Regions from separate parts of the Mus musculus genome. Here region 1 is linked to region 2. The links are chromatin contacts, called in public HiChIP or PLAC-seq maps. All regions are on one chromosome and are shown on one strand. Each heading gives the region's core, a stretch centred on a gene start, on an enhancer-like site or on the middle of the called end of the contact. The rest is flanking DNA. Distances are from core to core; before and after follow the strand shown. Region 1 overlaps Cblb (Casitas B-lineage lymphoma b). Region 2 has its middle 260 kb from the start of Gm32431.

Region 1 (7,061 bases), core at 3,849-6,348, 850 kb before region 2:
CACAGACATCCAACTACTTGCACAGCTGAGTGAGGATGACGAAATGAGCCCCATTCCTGAAGGGTCTGCGGTGTGGAAGCCCTCCAATGTGGGCTGTGCAATCTATTGTAAACCTGGCTCTCCTACATTGGTTTTTCTGTGTGCCTCTAGGTGCCATATAGTCTTAACACGTATGTTCGGAATCTTTTCCTGTGACTTCGACTATATTGTCTAAGGTTAGAGTGATATTTTAGGAAAAATTCTGTACAATGAAAAGGATTTTTATTCTAAAAACATGTTTATCTGTTTGCATTTATTTGATATGTGTAAGTAATACACACACACACACACCCACACCCCCCCACACACACACGCAGACATGTACATACACACAGACAGACACACACATCATGGGTGCCTAGATTTTATTTATTATCAAATGCAAATGTATTTTCTATCTTGTGATTATAACTGCTCCACAATCTAGAGAGCATGTCTTCATGTGTTGTTCAGTAGGACACTGCAAATGAGGCCCGTGTGCACAAAGGCTCCCATTTTGAAAGCCAGCTCTTGCAAATCTTGGAACTTACAGATAAGTTTAATATCATATGCATGAACATGTGCTTCCTCACACAAAAAGTTATAATCACAAGAAGAAGATCATAGGGCAATCTTATCTAGAGATTCCTTCAAAAGATTGTTCTACATAAGGTCATCTGTAATGTCCTCGCCAGGCAGATGATAAGTTAAAGACAGTGTTTGTCACTAAGAATCAGCTGGATCCTCAGACTCTCAAGGGAACATTGTTGATGCCCAGAATTAACAACTTTAACTTTGTATCATATTTTAAAATATTTATTGCAAAGTGTGGGTTCAAACAGCAGTTTTGTTGCAACATGAAATAATCTTTGAGGATGTAAGCACAGCCACGCTAATACACACAATGGAGCACAGACCTTAAAGAGTCTGTCCTCTTAGGAGGCCTCCTCCATCCTAAATCAGATAGGGGACTAATATCCAATATATATAAAGAACTCAAGAAGGTGGGCTCCAGAAAATCAAATAACCCCATTAAAAAATGGGGCTCAGAGCTAAACAAAGAATTCTCACCTGAGGAATACCGAATGGCTGAGAAGCACCTGAAAAAATGTTCAACATCCTTAATCATCAGGGAAATGCAAATCAAAACAACCCTAAGATTCCACCTCACACCAGTCTGAATGGCTAAGATCAAAAATTCAGGTGACAGCAGATGCTGGCAAGGATGTGGAGAAAGAGGAACACTCCTCCATTGGTGGGATTGCAAGCTTGTACAACCACTCTGGAAATCAGTCTGGTGGTTCCTCAGAAAATTGGACATAGTACTACCAGAGGATCCCGCAATACCTCTCCTGGGAATATATCCAGAAGATGTTCCAACCGATAAGAAGGACACATGCTCCACTATGTTCATAGCAGCCATATTTATAATAGCCAGAAGCTGGAAAGAACCCAGATGTCCCTCAACAGATGAATGGATACAAAAAATGTGGCACATTTATACAATGGAGTACTACTCAGCTATATAATCACAAAAGAGCTCACACAATATGTACTCACTGATAAGTGGATATTAGTCCAGAAACTTAGAATACCCAACATATAAGAAACAAATTGCAAAATACAGGAAACTCAAGAAGAATGAAGACCAAAGTGTGGACACTTTGCTCATTCTTAGAATTGGGAACAAAACACCCATGGAAGAAGTTACAGAGACAAAGTTTGGAGCTGAGACGAAAAGATGGACCATATAGAAACTGCCATATCCGGGGATCCATCCCATAATCAGCTTCCAAACGCTGTCACCATTACATACACTAGCAAGATTTTGCTGAACGGACCCAGATGTAGCTGTCTCTTGTGAGACTATGCCAGGGCCTAGCAAACACAGAAGTGCATTCGCACAGTCAGCTACTGGATGGATCACAGGGACCCCAATGGAGGAGCTAGAGAAAGTACCCAAGGAGCTAAAGGGATCTGCAACCCTCTAAGTGGAACAACAATATGAACTAACCAGTACCCCCCCAGAGCTCGTGTCTCTAGCTGCATATGTATCAGAAGATGGCCTAGTCAGCCATCACTGGAAAGAGAAGCCCATTGGTCGTGCAAACTTTATATGCATCAGTACAGGGGAATGCCAGGGCCAAGAATTGGGAGTGGGTGGGTAGGAGACTGGGTGGGGGGGGGCGTGGGGGGACTTTTGGGATAACATTGGAAACGTAAATCAAATAAATACCTAATTAAAAAAATAAACAAATAAAAAAAAGAGGCCTCCTCTGAAGGAGAATTCAATCATGAGACAAAAATAAAAAATTAGGGAAGAGTTTGAATCCAAGTCCAGGGACTATCCAAGAGGTTGATTAGAAATAGGATGAAAATCCACCTCTCAGTAAGAGGTAACTTTTGTAGTTGGAATCCTCAACAGAACCAAAACTGAACCCTTTACTACTATATGAGAACTAGTGTTAATATTACAGAATATAAATCCATACCCAAAGGAAGTCTTCATCCCACTTTTCAGATTATAACATCTGAAAAAGTTAACAGCCTTGCTCTGGAAGGCCAGCTTTGTGTTTACATTTATGGCAACATCCAAAAGAACCCTGAAAGAGGGGGCCTTCAAAGAACTGGCCGTGGTGTCAACTACACTATGTATTTCTGAAGTCATTCAGAAATAACTTGTAACCTGCACCCTGAGGATAAATGTCTCTTCACATGAGAGCTTGTTTCAAGGCTCTTCCCATGACAAGCGTCACCATGCACAAATGAGCCAACAGAGACTAAAGGAGAAACACAAACTAAACCAAATCCCAGAAATTCTCTCCAGCTGGGACTCCAGGCTGTGGGAAGTCCTCTGAGGACAGGCTCTTAACGTCTAGAGGACATTACCAAACTGTTTTTTTCTATATGCATTCTCCTTACACTCACACTGTAGTGAATTAACCTTAAAGAATTGAAAACCATGCTATGGCAGCTCACTGGCAACTGTGGTTCGCAACTAATGCTCTCGGCTTTAGTATGATGCCTGTGAGAGCTGGCTCTTTTCACCACAGGATACCTGATAGACCACTGTAGGAGTGATGTTAGGAAGCAAAGTTTTCACCATCACGGTGTTTGTATACAAACATGCAAGTGCACGCACACACAGACACACGGACACAGAGACACACACAAACACACACACGTAAGTACATGGCACTGCATAGTTTCTTTGTATCTGTTCCCCTTCCTTCATGTGACACAGGGTCTCACGTTGCCCTGTCGGCCTTGAGTTCCCCAGAGTAACCTTAAACTTCTCATCCCCATTGGGATTACACCTGTGTGCCAATAAGCTGTTTTCTAAATGTCAGATGAACACATTAAATACAATCCAGAGTTTTAAAGTACTAGATTACACCTCCTAACAAAGCCAATAAAAAGCTGGGGCCAACTGAATCTGAGCTAAAGAGGTGAAATTCTTTTCAGTACAGAGGGAGAGGACACAGATCTGATCTCACAGCTAACACCAGAATAAAGCACCAGAAAGAATTTCAGGATGCTTTCTGGGGAGACCACTCAGTGTTCTAGTCTCAATGGCTGCTGGTGCTGCCTCTTCAGATGCCTGCACTCTTAGATTCGTCCCTAAATGTAGGGGAGAGAGGGTTCCTGTTTAAATGAGTGTGGGAATGTCATTATAAGGAATAGTTTGATTGGCAAACAGGAGTGAATTGGGTCATGTTTTATAAGGTGCGAGGTCCGACTCTGGACTGGATCAGAAGACTGGTTTATGATACGTGCAGTGATTCAACATTCCCGATTCTGACTGAGCAAGAAGACCTAGTCCCTTCAATAACACCGAGTTATGCATGGGGGAGGCTCTCAGCAAAACAGTGAGGAAGTGGACCTATCTCTGTCCAGCTGTCCTGTGTCTGCATCTCGTTATTATACAGGGACAGTCTTTTCCTCCCTTCCCTCGTGTTCAACGTTAAGTGAGCTCCTCACTGTCCAGAACATGGAGCTAGTTAAAGAGCACGGAGGAAGTACTGTGCCATCCAGGTACAAACAACCGACCTAAACACTGTCCGGTATCTCAGCCCCAGCAGAAAGCCTCCCAGGGAAAGCTCGAAGGCTGCTTCTCCAGCTTCTGTATTGCACATTTTCTTACCTTGGCTCCTTCTGAAGGCAAATCATGGCGTCTGTGTTTCCTCATAAGAACCTGCTCGGAGCCCATTCTACTGTGCCTCCCATTTAAGCTGGAGTTTGCGGTGACGCCAGGCTTTGGAGAGCCATCCCCGAGGATGCGACATCCCATCACCTGGTTAGTCCCGAAGGCATCCCGAGGGCACCAGGCTTCGAGGGGCATGGGCTGGTCCCGGGAAGGCACACTCTCTCCATGGTGGAAGTGTCTGCTCAGTCTATTGTCAGGTGGGATGGGGGGAGGCCTCTCTGGTGGAGGAGGTGGATCTCTCAAGGGAGGAGGGGGTGCCGGGAGTGGTTTGTCTTGTTTTCTAACCATGCATGGAGAAGACTAAAAGAGAGAGGGGACAAAACACAAATCCAAGAGAGCACGTTGTTTGTACCATGCATTGAAAAGACCTTCAGACACAGATTACTCGATTTCCATTTTAGCCACAATGCAGTATTATTACATTTCTAATAACCTTTTATGTTTCTTTTACTACTAATGAAAAATCTGAAAATTAATGAAAAACTTACATCAATGTTCCACACTAACAATTTTAAACAAATGACGATATACATGTAAGAGTTCTAGAAATCATACAGAAAAGAAATAGAAAGTTACAATTATATATTAATTATATTATCATGGCAATTATCAATGAATTTGTAAACTCCTGTGATTCCAGAGACACAAAGATTCAGAAACACAGTTTTTATTGCTTCTTCACTTTTGAAAACAGAAATTATTTGCAATATTTAGAGTCTTAAGATTCTTCTCTGTTTTCCTCTTTATAGTACAATGGCAGCCATATGGGTGGGCCCTTCGCTTTGGCAGTTTGAACAGCATTCCTAGAACAGTGAAGATCTAAATGGCAGAGCAGTTGCTGACAGACTCATGACTTTCTGGGTTCTTAAAATGAAAAGAAGAACACCTGCCAGTCTTAACTGCCAGGGGACAAATGGCGGAAGAGGAATCCTCCCAAGGGGACTCTGCACGCCCCTCAAGAGGTTTTAGTGTTTATTTAAAAGTTTATTTAATAAATAGTTTATGTTTTTACATTAGGAAATGTCAAGGAACAAGAATTTGCTGCATGTCTATATAATTCAAAGTTCTACCCTAGCCAGGAGTCATGGGATAGAAGCCAAGTTCGAGACAGCGTAAGAGAAGAAAACTGCGCTAAATGTGCTGTACTCTTTGGCAATCCTAGACTATAAGTCCATTAGCAAATCGTATTAAAGGTTTTATGAATTTACATTAATAAAATACATGCTCTTTATCATTAAAATTTCAAAGAATCCCGCATAAAACTACAATGAACCGTAGGCTTAAGTTAAAATTATGCCTTTAATATTAAACAGTAAAATAATGACTTTGCAAACATTGTAATTTGTTGTAATTAATTTCCTGGGTTGAAGCGCAGTCTGTATGATCCGTCCTCTGAGTAACCTGCAGCATGGGTGATAATGTATCACACCTCAAGCCCTTATGCCAATACACTCCCCTGGCATTTTTCTTGTTATGACATTATGAAAGTAAGTGTAAAATACCATTTGATAATAACAGCACGCAAATTATTGTAATGCATATGATGACCTTTTAAATGCATTTTATAGATATTATACCTTACACTGCTATTTACTTAAGCAAATCTGGGGTCTATAGACAGGCTCTGAGTAATTATATAACTTTCATAGTAATTTTATAGCAATAAAGCAAGGGATATGACAGCAGGCTTGGTATAAATAAAATGAGAAACTTACCACTGTTGTTATAAACAAGCCTAAGTAATATATAGGTACACAGAAAGCCCAGAGAACTGCCTGCTGTGTTCCCGAGGGAGGCGCTGACTCACCTTTGGCGAGCCTGTGGGGCTGCCACACGGAGAGCGCACGATGCCTTTCTGAATGAGATCTAGGCGGGGAGGCACTGGTGGCAGGCTGAGGTGGGGGATCTGGAGAGGGTCTGGCTGAGGCTTTCTTCTCTGGGCAAGGGGTGAGGAGCCTGGCGATGTGACTGGTGAGTTCTGCCTGTCCGTGCACTAGGAGAGAAGCAGAGAGGATGCTGGGTACCTGTGTGCAAAGGGAAGAACAGCCTGTCCTTGCTGAGGAGGACAGTGAAGGCCAGCTGCATACTTGTTAAAGTAAATGATGAATGACAGATCGGGAGATCTCAGTGGGGTCCTTGAGGGGAGGATAACCAAGGGAACAAACTGAAGGGTTTCTCTCACACCTGTAAACAGATTCTACACACTGTGCATTTATTCCACATGTTGCTCAGGGAAAACTAGGAACGGAGATCAGCCTTAAAACAAGGAGACATGTAAAACACACACAGTTCAACCAAGTATATTTTTTCCTTAAACTTCCATATGGAAAGGAAGTCCTGAAGCTAAATGCTTTTCATCAGAAGCAGCTATGCAAATCTCAGAGGGCCCGGGCATGTGCTGCAGAAGTCAAGGTTCTATGCTGCGTCACGGTCTTCGTCCTCTCTGGGAGTCACTGCTCAAGCTACACTTAGGGGATGGTGAATGACATTCCCCCTTGTAAATCCTTTTTTAAAAAAAAAATCATCTGAGCGGCCACTAGGTAAGCATCCAAAGATATGATGCCATTATGTGTAAGAGTTGTCTTGTATTCCTCTTACGTACAACAGCACTATTCACAGCAGCCAAGATATGGAATCACTGTGTCTACCAATGGATAAAGAATGTGGAGTATTATTCAGGGATATCTGTGGTGACATGCATAGAGGGTCCTATGGGCTAAGGCAGATACTAAAAGGCAGATGCTGTGCATTCTCTATGTGAAAGTGAAAAAAAAGCCCACTCACAGGACAGCAGAAACAGTGAGCACCAGAGGGTAGGACTGGGATAGATGGGTGT
Region 2 (7,160 bases), core at 975-3,474:
TGCTTTTCCAGTGTGTTGTGTTATCCAGGACTGGCTGTGGTGGGAGAACTGGTTCTGATGATGCCAAGTAGCCTTGTTTTCTGTTGGTAAGGTTCTTGCTCTTGCCTTTCACCATTTGGTTATCTCTGGTGTTAGTTGGTCTTGCTGTCTCTGACTGTAGCTTGTCCTTCCTGTGGGCCTTTAAGCCTGTGTCAGCACTCCTGGCAAGACCAACTCTCTCCTGGACAGTGTTTGGGTATCGAGGGCTGTGGAATAACCTTAGCTCCTGCGTGCAGATGGAGTATGGAAGGATCGTGTCTCAGCTGTTCCACTGTTCCTGTGCCCTGTGCACTGCTGGCTCATCCCACTTTGGACAATTATTGGAGAGAAAGCAGAGATCTCACGTCTGATCACAGGAGTGCTCTCACTCCTGGGAGACCAGCTCTCTCCTGGAGGGCCTGTGTACAGAGGGTTGTGGAATTGCCTTAGCTCCCAGGTGCAGATGGAGACAGGAAAGCAGTAAATACTTAATAACTCAAAATTTTAATACTATTTGATTCTATCAAGCCATTCTTCAGTTATTAATTTGTTTGCAAGTAGATATAGGTACAGTTACAGATATAGATAGATATAGATAACCAGCTTTATTATATATACATATGTATAGCTTTAACATATAAATCTTTATATGTGTGTGTGTGTGTGTGTATATATATATATATATATATATATATATATATATATATACATACATTTCTAAATTTCTATTATGTAAGCTGCTACATCCTTCTTTCCAGGTTAGGAGATGTGTACAAACAGTTATAAACATTCCTGTCATTGAACAGCCACTATCTCCTGAAGCTGACAGGAAAAGGCCTGAAGTCAGCAAGTAATCTAGTCATCTGGGTAGGAGTAGAAACCAGATAGCAAAAGGAATGACTTCAGGTCAAAGGAGGCTTATTGGGCTTAGGAGAAACTAATTTAGAAGAGAGCAAGAAGGTGGCATGGGATTCAGGAGGAGACAAACCTGGAGGCAGCGCTGCCGTGAGTAGTTATTATCTCCCACAAGCACTCAGCCTAGCACGGCTGTGTGTCTGCTAAATATGGCTGTGTGTCTGTCTAATCTGCAGCTCGCCTTTGCTTTACTAGTGACAGCTGAGAGCATGTGGTACAGATCAGGCAGGTTTGCAAGGCTACTGTGACTCATTTTCTTTAAGGGGTCACAAAAGCAAAAAGTACAACTGACCTTGTCCACTATTAGGCAGTGTTCCCTGAAGTACAGGAGACAGTCATCACTCTTGGCTCCATGAAGATAGAATCAACAGCTTCATTTGGGTGGCAGGAAAACCTGATTGAAGATTAAATGAGTAAAAGAAAAAAATTTTAAGTAGTCTTCCTTCCTTTAAACTAATGCTAAGCTTTAGGGAAGTGTGAAACACATTTTTAAAAACAACCGATGATGAAAAAAACATACACGCAAAGTAGATTGTACTATGACCTCTGGTTAGTGTTGCTTCAGCTATCTTAGTCACACCTCATGGAATTACTGTCAGTGCTTTTAATTGGTAGCTTCTTTGGTTTCAAGCCTTCACAGCAAACATTGGAGCTTCTTTCCATTTCCTTCTGTGGGTTCTGCCTTTGCTGTTAATTTCGCCCTCCTCTGTCAAAGCTTCAGAGCACACATTATACACATAATTAGGGCTTCTTCTCTAATATTTTGAACTTTGCTGATGAAGGTCTTGGGTATTTGTTCTGCCCTTGTGTTATAACTTCTTTTTATCCCACCTCGTTAAATCTAAATGAATAGAGCCCGATTAGTTTCTTCTAGTAGCCTACATACACGTGTTTTTGATCATTAAAAACCCTGTCCTTCTACAGAAGCTCCCGCCCCCCCCCCAAAAAAAAGAAAGAAAGAAAGAAAGAAAAATAAAATAAGAGTCAACAGGAAAAACTGTACATACAAATGTGGTGTTTAATCACCTATCTCTTCTTTAACAAATTTCAGCCCGAATCTGCTGTAACACAGTAATAACTTTGAACTCAGTACAACTTCAGGATGGGAATAGTATTAACCTAAAAAGGTAGACAATAGACACTTCTCTCCTTCTGGGTGCTACAGAGACTATATTTTAACCATTCTCTGCTTAAACGCAATCTTTTGAACATTTGGTTGTTACTCCATCCTGCCCATTCAAAGGTAAAAAGTTGCTGGCAACACTGAATTTTTAATAAAAGTCTAAGAGTAGCGTTGAATAAATCACGAGTGCCCCCTAGTGTATGGAAAAAGCAACATCTAAGTACCGTTGGAGTTTGCTGATTCTGTTGCTAGAATCATTTGTTATAAAGAAATGTGATTTTCTCCAATATATCTGGGGAACCAGAGAGCTTCTGGTTTCCTCGTCAGTTTGGAGGAAAACAAAATACTACATCTTTCAAGTGATATTTTAGGCATGCTATAGTTGTAAATAGTACAATTTAATGAAACTATCGAGGGACATGAGAATAAGAAGTATGATTTTTTAAAACCTCCTCCTCCTTCTCTTCTTCCTCCTCCTCTTTCTCCTCCCTATATATAAGCAAGTGTAATATAGATGCAAGTGCATTCTCTGTATCTGGGCCTGTGTGTGTGTGTGTGTGTGTGTGTGTGTGTGTGTGTGTGTGTGTAATTGTCTTGAAATAAACGTGAATGTGAACTGTTTTCATTAATGGAATGATTAATTCAATCGCTAAACATCTATGGATCTATTCTTTTTGTCCGGAAGCATAAATAAATAGGCAAAACCATCAGCTTGAGAACACTCTGACAGTGGAAGCTGGTCCTGTCCAAGCTGAATGGAGGCTGTTAACAGTACATCTTTAAAGGTAAAACATCTTTCCTGATGTCCCAGAGACCTAAGGGAAGGGTATTTCTACTCTGCACGAGCATCCTCAGCATTTACCTTTGTACTCAGGTCTGCCATCAGGGATCGTACAGATTCCCTGAGAGTCATCACCACTTGGATCAGCAATGGCAAATAGACCTCAGAGTGTAAGTTACAAGGACCACAGTGACATGAATCAAATGTCATAGTGAAGGATTGTTAAACTCATGAGAAAACAGGAAAATCTGGTTTTTGTTTTGTTTTGTTTTTTTGACAAACAATGATAACAGTCAGCGATGATATGATATGAAACAGGAAGTTGTTTATAGAGGGCAGGTGACAAAGAGGGAGACTGAATTGATGTACAGAGTGATTTTCTGGAACTCTCTCCCAAACTAAAATAGAGGTGTTTAGGGAAGTGTTTCCCAAGGAATGGAAAATATCAACTCCAGGTGACCTAAAAGCAGAGGTCACCATACTCATAGGCAATTTATAGCTAGAGGTGGCAGTGGAAGTATCTAGTATGTTTTGACTTCTAGCTACCTTTGGTAAGTGAGCCCTTTATGCACTTTCACATAACATATTATAACCATGTCACCAGCTGTTTCTGTTTCAGAAAACTTGAATATTCTTTCCCAAATGTTTCACTCTTCATCATCACAATTTTCCTTAGAGTGTTTTTTTCTTTCTTGGGCCACTGTTTCCTAGGCTGGTACTGTAGTTCATCTGTGAGAATTATGAATCGATCATAGCATAGCCCATAGAGGAAAGCCGCTTCAACTTCAGTAGATCTGGACAGACGAATCAGTCAATCTCCCTGAATCTCGTGTGTTAACGGGGAAAACTGAATGTATTGCACACATTTATGAAACCATTCAAGAGGAAAATCAATAAAAGTTGTCCAATTATTATGATATACAATGAATTCTGTAGTATTCTTTTATATTTCCATAACAAATTTTGGTGAGGACCTATCTAAAACATTTTGTCTCGTTAATCTTTTCTGGCTAATGATTTGAAAAGCAGACCTTAAGGTATGACATAGACTATAGAGATTTAGGGGATATAAGGCAATCGGAGTACCTAAGCATACTTGGCATTTCTGACAAGCTATTGGCTCTAGCGTTTGATTAGTCTAAATTCAGTCTAAGAACAGCCTCATCCCCAGGGGTAGAAGATGCTTTCCCATTCTTCAGATTAGCATCCTCAACAATTAAAAGATACAACAAAACAACACAGAACAAATACAACCTTGTTACCTTGTTAGTACCCATTTTCTAAAGAACCAAGTGCTGGAAGTTTCTAGTACTTTATAGGAGGTTATTATGGAAGGAAAAATTAGCGTGTGGCTCCAATATTTCAGCAGTAACAAAAATGTTTAGAGAACAAATATGCTTCATATTTTTTTTGTGAACATAGTATTAGGCTATCCCCCCTCTTCCCTCCACAGTATCATGGTGACCAACTGCACAGAAATTTTTGTTTGAGAATGTTTTTGTTTGAGAATGGTGTGCACGCAATGTTGAAAGAGAGGGTATCACAATTCACAAACAATGCTGAATAAAGTCCTTTTCTCCAAAGTACAAATTTATTTGTGTATGTGGTGGAAGCTTATACGTTTTAAAAGTGGTTCTCAAGAAGGCCAAGTAGACACTAACCTCACCTAGTGGCTAAACCGCTTTCTTTTCCATTGATTTCTCTTGTAATTTCTAAATTCATAAAAAAGTAAAGATTAAGCAATAACATTCAAAAACACTGGAGGCGTAACTGCAGCTAACTGAGGAAGAAACATTGTAACAGCAATAATAATAGATGAAAATTGGTCCTCGTGATAATGACCAGTGAGTGCCCATGCAGACGTTTGCCAGCCAGATACTGGGTTTCCTATAGTTCAGGGCAGAAACACACAGCCTGTAACCCTTGATGACAATAATACTTCCTGCTATGTCGCACATTCAGCTTCAGATCTGCATAGCTCTGAGTAAGAAAGAAACAAGAGGGACAGTATGGGTTACAGTTAACTACAAACCTCGGGAGCAGTTTTTGCATTGTCACCCACCCAGCACCCACAAATTGGTTTAATTCCATACACACCACTCTCAGGCTGAATAGTCCACCATATCTCTCATTTTCCAGTCCCAGTGGAGTGTTTTTCTGCCCTTTCCTAGAAAGTGTTAGCTCTTCTGTCTACCTAGTATTTCAGATTCCAATAAGATAAGTGCTATTTAAGAGTGACTGCAGTGGCTCTTAAAGATATGTCTAATACTAATTACTGACATGGGCTTCAAATCTCCTGAGGGACAGCTACTGCTCTATTCTGCTTTGTAATTGCAAAGAATGCCTTCATGTTCTAATAAGTATCCAAAGAGTTTTTCTGGATGAAGCCAATCTCCAATGCCTGAAAATGCAGCACTTCTTAAGATTCTGAATCTAGCCATGAAATAAGGTCTCAGTAATAAGTGAATGAATTCACCCAAGCTAAATGGGCCCGGTGTGGTCATTGTGTAACCAGGAACATCAGGCAACATGTATAGCTTAGGATGTTTTAGGTCAATGCAAGTTAAGAATTGCCAGCTCACCCTAGCTTAACATGGGGCATGTTTACTTGGCAAATGCTCAATATGAGTTTTCTGCATTTCATTTCAGCATGATGACTTCATAGCTCGATTCTAAACACCACACATGTGAAAAAAGCACACAGCACTTGTGTTCATGACCACTGGCTAAAGAAAACCATGATGCCATATCTCAGTGTAGGGGAATGTGACAGTAGGAAACCTATCTGTACCTAGAACAAGAGTAGGAAATACTCAGTAAATAGTAACCTTAATGATTATTTTAACATCAATTCATTTGGTGACTAAGACCTGATTACTGACATCTTATTTCAGTTTCTGTATTTCCCCAACTTTTACTTACTTTATAATATCATCATTCAGTAGGGTCATAAATGGGACTTTTATCTTTGGTCAACAACCCCTACCCTACAAACCCTACCACATAACTGATTACTTCATTTCATACTTAAAAGATTCTTCTCAAATGTTTTTTTTCTGTTATTATCTCTACCTTAATTTCTACTCTTCCATAGCCACCCTAAATTTCTTTTTTTTAAAATAGGTTCTCAGCCTACATACTTTCTAACCCATGCTAGTAAAAATACTGCAGCCTATATTTTATCTCTCTATATATTTTATTCTCTTTTATGGCAGTTATTAATATGAAATGTCATTTTTTTAAATAAGGTAACATCTCTAAAAGTAAAATGTAATTGTGGTAGAAACAGTAATACAGCATTTAATATTTCTGTCTTCATATGTCCTCAGATTTGTCATTAACTAGAGTCTGACTAGTAGAAACATTGGTTTGATTTTTTTTATTACGTATTTTCCTCAATTACATTTCCAGTGCTAGCCCAAAAGTCCCCCACACCCTCCCCCCCCACACTCCCCTACCCACCCATTCCCATTTTTTGGCCCTGACGTTCCCCTGTACTGGGGCATATAAAGTTTGCCTGACCAATGGGCCTCTCTTTCCAGTGATGGCTGACTAGGGCATCTTTTGATACATATGTAGCTAGAGTCAAGAGTTCTGGGGTACTGGTTAGTTCATAATGTTGTTCCACCGATAGGGTTGCAGATCTCTTTAGCTCCTTGGATACTTTCTCTAGCTCCTCCATTGGGGGCCCTGTGATCCATCCAATAGTTGACTGTGAGTATCCACTTCTGTGTTTGCTAGGCCCTGGCCTAGTCTCACAAGGAACAGCTATATCACGGTCCTTGCAACAAAGGCTTGCTAGTGTATGCAATGGTGTCATTGTTTGGAGGCTAATTATGGGATGGATCCCTGGATATGGCAGTCTCTAGATGGTCCATCCTTTGTCTCAGCTCCAGTGAGGTGGCTTGAGCTACATGTAACTTTAGGTTTGTATATTTGAATAACATTAGGCAAAGGTTTCATTTAGACCCTAAAGTCAAGAATAATGTCTAAGAACAATGAAAGCCATACAAATATATTAAATTATACTAAGAAATAAAGCCAAATAATCTGATCTTTAACTTCATCCAGAATTATTTAAAAATAGTATAAAACATATTTAGGAATACTATGAAATGTGCAACGTAGTTTGAATACTACCATTACTGAAACTAATTCTGTCTATTTTGATGGTGTAGGACATAGTCTAAATTATGTTGTTTCTTAGTGTGGAATTTTCTTGATACTAGTCATTGAAGTAATCTTACATGATCATTTCTCCAATTGATACAGTACCCAAGTTCACAACTTTTAGGAGTCTATTCATTTCCTTAGTTTTACTAG

Evidence for each region. HiChIP or PLAC-seq counts read pairs in DNA pulled down with a chosen protein or histone mark.
Region 1: a RAD21 HiChIP or PLAC-seq map of pro-B cells shows a contact between it and region 2, with 33 times the contacts expected there. The contact joins two enhancer-like sites. A contact is called at or near these places in 1 of 15 datasets of contacts at CTCF or cohesin (pro-B cells) and 8 of 484 Hi-C or Micro-C datasets (CD4 T cells, LSK cells, astrocytes and 5 more).

Annotation. Positions count from the first base shown.
Region 1 is chr16:52,163,453-52,170,513 of GRCm38.p6, reverse strand. Cblb (Casitas B-lineage lymphoma b) reads right to left here. Exons shown (of 18, transcript NM_001033238.1): 11 at 6,033-6,218; 12 at 4,163-4,525. Among named protein-coding and RNA genes, the nearest start is that of Gm23513, 62 kb to the right of the region's middle. Within about 2 kb of position 5,098, at least 4 of the 459 cell types and tissues checked have an H3K27ac peak or open chromatin away from gene starts, as enhancers often do. A contact at or near this core is called in pro-B cells, where this site is marked.
Region 2 is chr16:51,310,830-51,317,989 of GRCm38.p6, reverse strand. No RefSeq gene overlaps it. Among named protein-coding and RNA genes, the nearest start is that of Gm32431, 260 kb to the right of the region's middle. Within about 2 kb of position 2,224, at least 8 of the 459 cell types and tissues checked have an H3K27ac peak or open chromatin away from gene starts, as enhancers often do. A contact at or near this core is called in pro-B cells, where this site is marked.